2 separate regions of the Mus musculus genome follow, and region 1 is linked to region 2. Evidence: chromatin contacts called from public Hi-C data. All regions are on one chromosome and are shown on one strand. The core of a region is the stretch at or near the end of the contact, and the rest is flanking DNA. Distances in the headings are between cores, read along the strand shown.

What was found. Hi-C and Micro-C count contacts between places; a contact is called where the count stands out from the background.
Region 1: a Hi-C map of the HPC-7 cell line shows a contact between it and region 2, with 2.8 times the contacts expected there. The contact joins two enhancer-like sites. A contact is called at or near these places in 1 of 15 datasets of contacts at CTCF or cohesin (stem cell-derived epiblast-like cells), 32 of 484 Hi-C or Micro-C datasets (the HPC-7 cell line, the Patski cell line, Sertoli cells and 18 more) and 3 of 115 datasets of contacts at active chromatin or transcription factors (epiblast stem cells, kidney and stem cell-derived neural progenitor cells).

The regions. Positions count from the first base shown.
Region 1 is chr3:128,334,003-128,339,438 of GRCm38.p6, reverse strand. No RefSeq gene overlaps it. Among named protein-coding and RNA genes, the nearest start is that of Gm52639, 37 kb to the left of the region's middle. Within about 2 kb of position 2,203, at least 2 of the 459 cell types and tissues checked have an H3K27ac peak or open chromatin away from gene starts, as enhancers often do. A contact at or near this core is called in the HPC-7 cell line, where this site is marked.
Region 2 is chr3:128,207,405-128,212,677 of GRCm38.p6, reverse strand. D030025E07Rik (RIKEN cDNA D030025E07 gene) reads left to right here. Exons shown (of 6, transcript NR_045704.1): 2 at 1,072-1,159. Among named protein-coding and RNA genes, the nearest start is that of D030025E07Rik, 22 kb to the left of the region's middle. Within about 2 kb of position 1,892, at least 3 of the 459 cell types and tissues checked have an H3K27ac peak or open chromatin away from gene starts, as enhancers often do. A contact at or near this core is called in the HPC-7 cell line, where this site is marked.

The sequences.
Region 1 (5,436 bases), core at 954-3,453, 130 kb before region 2:
TTGAACTCTGTGTATTTCTTTTGTGTGGCCTCTTTTTGCTTGTAGAGAAAAGCACATGGTGAGATAGGAGTTTGAAGTCCGCTGTTACCGCCAATTTTAGCTATGGTAACGATGTTAAACGTAAGGTTGTGATCTAAGTTCTCCACAATGACAGATCACATGACCTTGTCTTAATGGAGCCTATTATTTCATGTGCTCATTTGAAAGAAATGGAAGATACAGACAAAATGTGTCCCAAGCTTGAGAAATAAAGTCCATCTTTTGTCACATACAGATGTAAAGACTCGCACTAAACCACCAGTGAGAATTATCTCTTCTTTATTGCCCCCCTTAAAACTAAATAGAACTTAGCTTATTTTCTTCTGCACTTCTACCAGCCCCCAAGTGAGAGCAAAACAGGAGTCAAACAGATCCCTTCCTAACGTATTAACTTCTGAAACAGTTCCCCCATTTCCCTCTAGACTATGGAAGTGTTCTCTGTGAAGTAATAGGTCACAATACTGTATACATTATAGAAATGAAACGAAGCATTTGAGTGATAAGAAAATCATCTTAATAGTTTTCTATTCTTCTCTAAAGGTGATTCCCAGAACCATTTTACAAATACACCAGGGTTGGTGGCACAAAGAATACATATATTTAATATAAATGCTGCATGTAACCACAGAAATTGGTTGATGTGTGGACACGCACCTATTCCAAGTTGTGTATGTTTTCTGAAGATTGCAACTAAGAAATTGTGGTTGCTGATGTGTGCTTCACAATGAAGTTACATATCCAGCTGTCAGACTAATCTAGACTCTACAACTCTATTAATCTAAACTCTATCAGCTAAATGTGATTTTAAAAAAGGAAAAAGAAAGTTGGTTTTCTCTCTTACGAACCACAGGAGTGGTGAGTTGGAATTTGAGTAACAGATCTGAAAATCTACTTCTTATGCTGCAATTACTGCTGCTTAATTCTGTCTCCTCACTGTTATGCAGCCAGCATATGCTGTTACTACTTCTCAGGCACAAACAATTATAAAGCTCACTTGACAAATTATTAGAACCGGCTTAGAAAGGCCAATAGGTTTTACCATTCTTACAATTTCCACAATTTTGTTTGAAACCATGACTTTTCTTTGGCTTAAAGGTACAAAGGCCAAAACAATGTTATTTACCATGTGATTTTAAGGTAAATCTAGGTAAGAATGAATTATAATACTGATTTGAAATGACAGAGAAGGTTAATTTATGAGTTTGCTAACTGCTTTGTTACAGATACTGGACATTATTCTGTGTAAGAACACAGAAAGCAAAGGAATGCATTTACAGCAAACACCCCTATTTCACATGAGAGTGACTAGAAAATTTATAAACATAATTACTTCAAAATATGTCTTCTTTATGTGAACGATTTCTCTTTATCCTGCTGGGTAAGTGCACAAGTGCTGAAACTTTGCCAAATACTATTCTCTGGATTTATTTAAAATAAAAAGACAAATAAAAACTAGAGTAAAAAAATAATATAGATCAAAGTTACAAGAGATCAAATAGGGACTGCCTCCCCACTCCCACACACATTTTTCCTCAAGCAGGTATACATACATGTACATACACACCACAAACACACACACACATACATACACATGCACATACACACACATACTACACACAAACCCACATATATACATGCACACACATACATACCCATTCACCCACACACATACATAAACACAGTCACACATCCCACAAGCATACACATACAAACATTCACACACCACACCACACACACACACACACACACACACACACACACACACACGTATACCTTTAATACACACATGTGTGCATGTGTGTGTACATGTATCTTGACATTTTAATCGATCACAGCTGTTTCCAGTTTCCATTTCCATGCCATTTTTTCTCTGGCATGTAATGTGAAGATATCACTTCTTGTTTCCTTATTAGCCTACCGAATTTTCTTAGAAGAAATACCATCTGTCAGGATATATTTACAGAACCATGTATCAAAGCTTCACTCAGTTCACATGCTAACTTTTCAGACTTGGATGCTGAAGTCAGGTTGATCGGGAACTGCCTTATGCTAAAGTCTTGAGACTATGATTGCAGTTTTGAGGTCTGGGGTGCACTCACCGACATATTTGTCTTGTGGTCTAAAAGGACAGCAGAGGGAGCCCCAGCATGAGCTAAGATGAAGCACGGGCAGAACAAAGACTCTTCAGGGTACAGAGACAGGCACAGTGCCCTCTACTGGAGTTGCTGGTACACTCAGATTTCAACCTGAAACTGTGAGCCCTGAATCCTAAACCTGTTCTCAGCAACCTTGATTAGTGTCATAGTTAGGGCGCATGTAGCGGTGCTTTCAAAGTAAAGTCAACCTTACTTTCAGTTAAAAGTAAATACTTATTAATGATATTTGTTTATAAATACTTCATAGTGTTTCAAACAGAAAGATTAAAGAGCTGTACATTTTATCTGATTTTAAGAGGTTAAATTTCAAAAATTTACACACACACACACACATACATACTCACAAGTTTTAACTCATGCCCTGGTGCTATATTTAATGATTTGCAAGAGTTAAATGTGATATAGAAGGTTAAAAGAAAGTAAATACCTATGTTAAAAATACATGAATTTTGTGCTTAATAAGTCAAACTAATTTTTTTTGGAAACCTCACTCATCTTAAAAACTATTTTTTCATCACTATACAAATAACTTATTACAAAATCCTAACATGATACATAATGAACATCCTTCGTTTTGTGCTTACATAAGTACACGAATCTCAGGTAAAATAGATTTGGTCTTGCAGTACACGAACACAGTCTACGTTAAGGTTTGGGTCAGGGTTTATGTTGACTGAATGGCATATTAAATGTATATAATTTCCTTGCAGTGGTCTAAAGCTAAAGCCAGTTTAATCAATCCATTTCAACTTCTGCTAACTTCATAATTCTTTTTGAAGGCTAATGTACAGGAAGAGACCTTTTAGTTCCAAGTGTTTGATGAAGCCGGTAATTTTATTCTAAATATACAAATATTAATTGTAAGAAATCTCTCATTGTATTTTATCATGTAAGCAAATTCAAATCCACTATAAATGGCTTGTGACCAAGGCGTAATCATTCGAAAATAAGCTCACTGGTGGCTATCATTTTTCAGTAAAGTCTAACCTTAGATTTAAATAACATATAAGAAAGCATTATAGTACATTTAATTATCCCTATAATATTTTAGATGAGAAAATATTTGTTTCCCTAATATTTTATTATGGCTTTACCACTACTGGAAACATGTGAATGTGTTGTGGGAAAGAATATATTTGATGTTTTATTTACATTTTTGACTAATTGAAATTTTCTTTTCAGTGGTTTTTGTTGACTTTTATAACACTGTTTTCAAATGTATACCTTTAATACTAAAAATGGTAGATATGTATATATGCTGACTGTGTGCATATAGCATTGATTTACAGTAAAACTACATTTTACTGTTTTGTTTTCAGACAAGGCTATTGATAATGTAACCTAGGCTGACCTTGAACCCATGAACTTCCTACTACAGCTGTAATTACAGATATGAACCACCATGCTTGGCTAGAAAAAAAAAATCTTTTACTCGAAGAAAATGTGACTCTCAAGAGAGAGAAACATCCTCAACCTAGCGATTGAGTATAAGCAATTCTTTCTCCTTCATATTGGCCTACTAACATGAATAGTTTTCATTATCTATGCCAGGAAAAATCTTCCTTAGCTCTGCCTTGTTTGACCTGAAAAGCCATGAGGAAATTATAACCACCACCCGTGGCAACACATGGCTCTGCATCTTCCAAAACACAAGCCTGATGATCCAAATAAGTAAGAAGAACGCTACGTCACATATTTTATTTGATACATTTTAGGAAATGAATATTTAATGAGAAAAGGCACAAAGAATTTAAATACTGAAAAAAATGTGAGCTTGGTAAATTTAGTTATTGGTTATGTGCTTTTAAATGTATTTTGCACCACAAGTCAATGAGATGAATACTATTTTAATATTGTCTTACAGGTAAAAAAAAATATTTAGATTTACAGAAACAAAAATGATCAAGTAACAGAGCTTACATGAGAAGCCTTGGCACTTGATCACAGCCATTCTTGGTTTTGTTATGTCGCTTGTTCTTTAAAACTACAGCATTCCATCAAAAGAAATAGTAAAAGTTTATTATTGAGGGGAAATGTACAGAGGCTGTAAAAACACTTGTTTTCCTTTGTGGTAAACTCTGAGCATCTTAAACACTTAAGAAATGAGGTCATGGGTGTGGCCCATTACATTCATCCCATTTAATAGAAACTTCTTACAGATTTCTTCCTCAGGGACAGAAAAATTCAGAGAGCTAGCTAGATATGTATCTGCCTGGGTACATGAGACTATTTTTACAAAGATACGTTTTTCAAAAGCCCATGTCTTCTGTATTTTCAATTGTCAGGGTTCTTATTATGGTAAAAATTAAAGGACAGAAATTTCACTACTCCAGCTCTTATTCCCATCATTCTAACAGTTAAAGTATCTATAATATATATATATATATATATATATATATATATATATATATATATATATGTGTGGGGTGTGTGTGGGTGTGATATCACATTAAAGGGTATATAAGGAGTGAGAATTTGATAATTATAGCTAAGTAACTTAGCTAAGGAAAAACTAATTTTGAGTGTGTAAGAATAACACTTATCCTAACACAAGGGATTTTTTTTTCCTAAGCCTTCCCATTGAAGCATGTGTTGGATGGAGGGAAGATTTTTAGAGAAATAACCATTAAGGATAACTGGTAAGAAATACAACATTTGATTTCATAGGCATTACCATGCTTCAAATGTGAAACGTATCCTACATGCCAATCTGAATCCTGCACCCCCAGTAAAAAGGACTACATTCAAAGCTATGGAGTCCTTAAGGAGATGAGGTCTGATTGGTAAAAAAACATATCACCATTCCATGGTCTTAGAAGGTTATCCCAGACCCTGGTTCTCACCTGAACTTTCTGTTTCCTGCACTGGGACACGTGAACCAAGCACAGTCCAGACATCCCTGCTGTAGTCAATCCTAGCACCAAGCCTTCCTCCATCATGATGGACTGAAATCCCCTAAAAGCAATGAGCCAAAACCAAACTCCTTTTCACTTTCATTTTTTTCTGCCATGTATTTTGCCACAGGGATGCAAAATAAATTAATACATTGCTTTTTAGAAAAGTTCTACCCATGATCATTCATAAGTGAAATTAGTATTTAGTACAAAGGTTATGCTCCCATAACTATATATAGCAGAACTTACAAGATCATAAAAAAACCTTCATCTTCATAATTTCTGAAGCCTAAATAGAAAGCCAAAGACCAATTTTCATTAAAAGTTCAGTTTATGACCTAACACAA
Region 2 (5,273 bases), core at 643-3,142:
TAGAAAGTCACACACAGAGACTCTCATCCAGTGCTTGAGAAAGAAGATTCCTCCTCCCTTTTGCTCTTCTTCCAAATGGCAATAAGTCACATCAGAGGACACAGTTTCTAAAGCACGATTGCACTTCTTGAGTAGTGGCACACACTTAAGACAGACATGCAGTAATCCTGGGACATAGTGCTTGGAGTGTCTTATTGCTTAATTAGAGCTGGCACTGGGCCACTTCTTCTCAGCCTTGAAACAGTGCAAGAGCCCCGGCAAGAGTCATGGCCATGAGAAGTGTTATTCCAGGAGGACAGAAGGTAATGGCACTATGCCATCTACAGAAAACAAAGCCAAGTGCTCTGTCTACTGCAACAAAACATCCAAACGCCCAGCATTGTTGCAGCCAGGGAATAAATGCACTGCCATGCCCATAGCTTGGCTTTAAGCATGACATGTTGTAGTAAAAACTTTAGAATCTTCACTCACAGGACAACAAGCCATGAAAGTACCGATTAATCTGAAAGATATCACCAGAAAAGCAAGTTTCAATAATCTACAAGCTGTATGCTGACAAATTTCAGATCAAGGTCACATATTATCCAATTATAACAATAAACATAACTTTGCTCCAAAACATTCATTCAACAAAGGTAAAAGAATTATTAAAATAACACAAATACAGTTTTCCTTAAATGGCTTATTGCCTTTTCTATAGAGGAAGGGAAGAAGACACTTGATTGTGACATATGCTCAGAGAACATAATTCTGCAATATTGTCATTGCAGGGAGATCATTGAAAGTGCTTAAAAATTTGATGGGGGTCTTTTCCAAATTTCCAGAAATTATTATTTTTAATTAACTAATATTTATGAAACATGTAAACATTCCATATCATGAGCTAATGACAAAAGAGAGAACAAACTAAAGCGTGAAAATGATTCCTGATGCCTGATTGAGCCTTGGGTCACTTAAGAAATGACTTCCCAGAGTATGGCAGGGCAGGTTGGCCTCTGGCAGAGCTGCAGTACCTCAGTTATGTGAAGCCTTGAAAGGTTGTTGACATTTCTCTAAAATATATTTCACCAGGCAACAAGATCTCCAGACAACAGACCCAGTGACATCTCCAGGTGATCTGATTTCCTATAGTGGGTCCCCAGTGGTGGCATCTTAAATGGTAAGTCCTATAAGGTGTCACTCCAATGGTGGACCCATTTTTATGTCTAGAGTTGGAGTCTGGGAATTGTCATCTCCAATGTTGGGGTAAAGAAAATGTCATCTTTAAAGATGACGACCATAAGAATTGTGATTATTCATTAAAATTCCAAAGGAATTTACTTTTTATGAATATGGTCAACTTCCTCTTAACAAAAGCCCACATAAGCCAGATAAAGACACCTAGAGGCTTTAAAATCAAAATACTTTGGCTCCTCAAATGTAACTTCAGGTAGATAATGGAAACTACAAAGAAATTCAAGAGATTCCAAGAAACACAAGCGATCTTAAGAAACATGTCAACTTGTTTGTTATTTTAGAAGGACCCTGGCCTGTTTCAAAATGCAAAGAAATGGTAGGAATATTTCAAAAGTAGAGTCAAAGGGCAGAATGCCTTTAAAATTCTGCTTTCTGTAAACTGCTGTCTCACAAGCTTTCTTTGATAAGAACGCTAAGAGTCTAGAGGCAGCATACGGTTTTTTAACTCTCAGAGGAATCAGGAAATGTCTCTGACAAAAACCAATCCAAGAATTACTTAATGCTATCTTTTTCTCTCCATGGGAAATAGAAAAAAAAAAACATGCTAAGTACTTTGTCTCCAGGATCACAGTTTGCTCGTCCTCTGCCTTGGCTTTGCTCACTGATGGACTATGATCAGGGCATGGAAGTCAAAGAACCCTTTCCCCCTCTCTTCTTCATGTTGTTTTTGGTCATGGTCCTTAGCCACAGAAACAGAATGCAAAATAGCACTGTGTGCTCTGACTCCTCTAGGGGGGGCCTCAGAAAATGCTCACACAGTTCTCTCCCTGAGCCTCAGGTGCAGGAACTGGGCTGTAACTGGATCACTTAGCACTGGGCTCCACATGATCTCTCTCACTCTTTGCATTTTGATCAGTTGTGGTTTTCGGGAAATAGTCACCATCTGTTACAAAGGGAAGTTTCTCTGATGAAGAGAGAGGATTACATTTATCTGTGGGTACAGGCGAATTTAGAATGTAGTTGGGAATTATGCTGCTTTAATGAGTTCCTGCACCTAAGGCTCAGAGATCAGTGCAGAAGAGGAAACAGAAAGACTGTGAGAGCCAGAGGCATGGAAAGGTTTGCTGTGAGATAGTCTCTTCTAGGAATGTCATAGAAGCTACACCCATGGAGTCTTATCAACATGGCTGCCAAAACAAGACCGACACAGTGAGGAAACCAGTGGGCATGCTAACATGGAATGGGGAAAGCTCAAGGGGCTTAAAGCCCAAAGAACCACGGTCAAATGGAAAGTGCTAAGAGAAAGACAAATGGTCTTCCCCAGAGAAGAGCATCCTAAAGATGTCGTCTCCATTACAAGTGCCATCCCAGAATCAGTCAAACCCTAACCCTAACCCTAACCCTAACCCTAACCCTAACCCTAACCCTAACCCTAACCCTAACCCTAACCCTAACCCTAACCTAATGGCATTGTGTTATATAGTTTGATTCAAGTTCAGACTTGACTGTTCACGGTGATGACATTCAGAAACACATAGACAGACCTCCACAGGCACTTCTCCTCTTCTTTCAATACTGTGTGTTCCTCTGTCATAGGCACTAGGGAAACAGTAGACAAGGGTCCTGGCAGTGTTGGCATGGCCCCTTACAAAGCATCTCTGGGTAGAAAGAAGCAGAGGCCAGGTGATGCCATGGGCCAAATTGCTTCCCGGTATCTGCCCAGAAGGGTTCGTCTTAGATTTATGTGCTGAGACATCTACTGATCGCGGATGTTCTAGAGAAATATCTCCAAAGCTTGGCTTTTCCTGGATCCTATCAAGTGAGGGAGAAGAAACAGATGTATCTTCCCAACTGGGAAAAGAAGACAGGGTTGTAAGTCAGAAAGAAACTATGTATGACGCATATGTGTCTGATTATACCTTGAGGTCTTTCCTTTGTACATATATCTAGAATATGCAGTTTGCTTCAATGTTTATGAATTGTGGACATTCTATCAGCTTGAGAGAAATTTACAGACTGCTCCTATAAATGTCAGGGTGGAATAGAATTATAGCTTGTTTGTTTAGCTGAATAGCTGTTTATCTCTGGGCCTTATCCTGATGCTGGCTAGGATTATCCCTCTGTCCAAACCCCAGAGTCAAGAAAGACTCCTGGCCATTTTTTTTCTTGCTTGTTTTTTTCCTGGAACATGTTTAAAACATGGAAGATGTTTTAAAATCAATTTCTTGGTTATAATTGCCTCATCTTTCAAGAGCATTTTAAACCCTACACATACTTCCCTTTGAGTCAGTCACATATAACATCACTATATACGAGAAGGCAGCATACCAGTCCTTGTATTTTGGTGTCCATTCAGAGTTATAAGCTTCTTGAATGGAAGTTTTTGCCTTGTGATTCAGGTCAAAAGCAGCCAATAATGTGAATTACTAATACACTCCCCTCTTCTCCAACCCTGAGTAATGTGATGATCTTTATGTTTAAGACCAGGGTGGGGATTATGTGTGTTATCTGATTTTCTAGTTTACCAATGCTCTGTGTAGGGTTCATCTGTCTCGTGGATTCATTTTAAAACACAATCCACTAGCCCAGAGGCAGCCATACATCATTCAAGAAACTGACATTTCTTAAATCTTGTATTTATTTATTTATTTACACTCCAAATTTTATTCCTATCCTGGTCCAATCTGGACTGTCCCACATCCCATGCATACTCCCCGGCCCCATCCCCAAGAGCATTGTCCTCACCACCCATTCCCTACCCTAAACTAAACTCTAACATTTTTAATCTGCTAGTTAGACTTCTATGAACCTAATTCTCATATATTCCTACGAATCCCATAGACCAAATATACAGAGAAAAATTTCTTTTGCCTTTCTCCCATGTTGCCAGTCTTCCTCCATTTCTTTCCTTCTTTCTTCCCTTCATCTCTGCTTCTTTATCTATATGAAGATATCTTTTTAAACAATGTAAGTTCTTGTAAAAAAAAGTTGTTCTAAGGACCATATGCCTTGATTGGACTATAATGATCTATCTCCCAACACTTAGGAATGTTCTAATTATAGACCATTATGGCTGATTATATGTCATAATGATATAAGACATTAAGTGCATTGTCTTTTGATTAATGAAAACTATGGAATTACTTATACATGTTCCAACCTTAGGGTTAAGGTTAGGGTTAGGGCTAGGGCTAGGGCTAGGGCTAGGGCTAGGTTTGCAGAACTAAGCCAACTGCTGGGTGATTAACAGAATGGCACTATTACACTTCAGTCTCTGCCCTAGAACAGCTTTTTGTTGACTTGATGCTTCATTCATAGCAAAGTATCTATTAAACTGTTATGTCTTAGAATGTGTTTTGAAGGTCAAACCCAAGGTCAAATACATACCACAGCACTAAACCACACCCCAGCCCCCGTTGCCTTCCTTTATGGACTCATTCTTAATCTAAGAGGTGTACTCTTACTACAAATACACCAAGAGTAACAACCTGCAAAATAAAACCACAGACCCCTTGTTCAAACGTTGTCGAGAGTGCTGAGGTAGTTGCAGCAAACATTAAGCCAAGTCTGGGGTCCTTCTGATTGAGAGCCCCCAATCAGCAGTGCTGACCAGATACAAGCAAAGAAACCCTGGTGGGCCATAGCCAGCTACTTCCCAGTCCTGTGCTGGGACCATATTCCCTGCCACCTCTGCACTGAGATGGGCAACCCCCAAACACCTGGAGCCATTGTTTCTGTTTCTATATAATGAATGAATACTTCTCTTCAAGGATCACTCTGGAAGGAAACTAGGGGTTCCTGGTTTTGTTTCTGTTTCTGCTTTTTAAATACAACATTTTTATTTATTCTCGAAAGATTTCATCTATGAAAACAATATGTTTCTTTCTCCCACATTTCTCTCTCTCTCTCTCTCTCTCTCTCTCTCTCTCACACATTTAATTTCTTGAGCTCCTTGGTTTTGAACCATAAGGGTGAACGTGGACAGGGTGAACAGGAACTGGGGATCTTAGGAGCCTTAGGATCTTCTACTGATGCTTTTCATTTGTGCACCCCCACTTGTCCATGAACAGATGTGGATGAAACACAGGGTTCGGCTG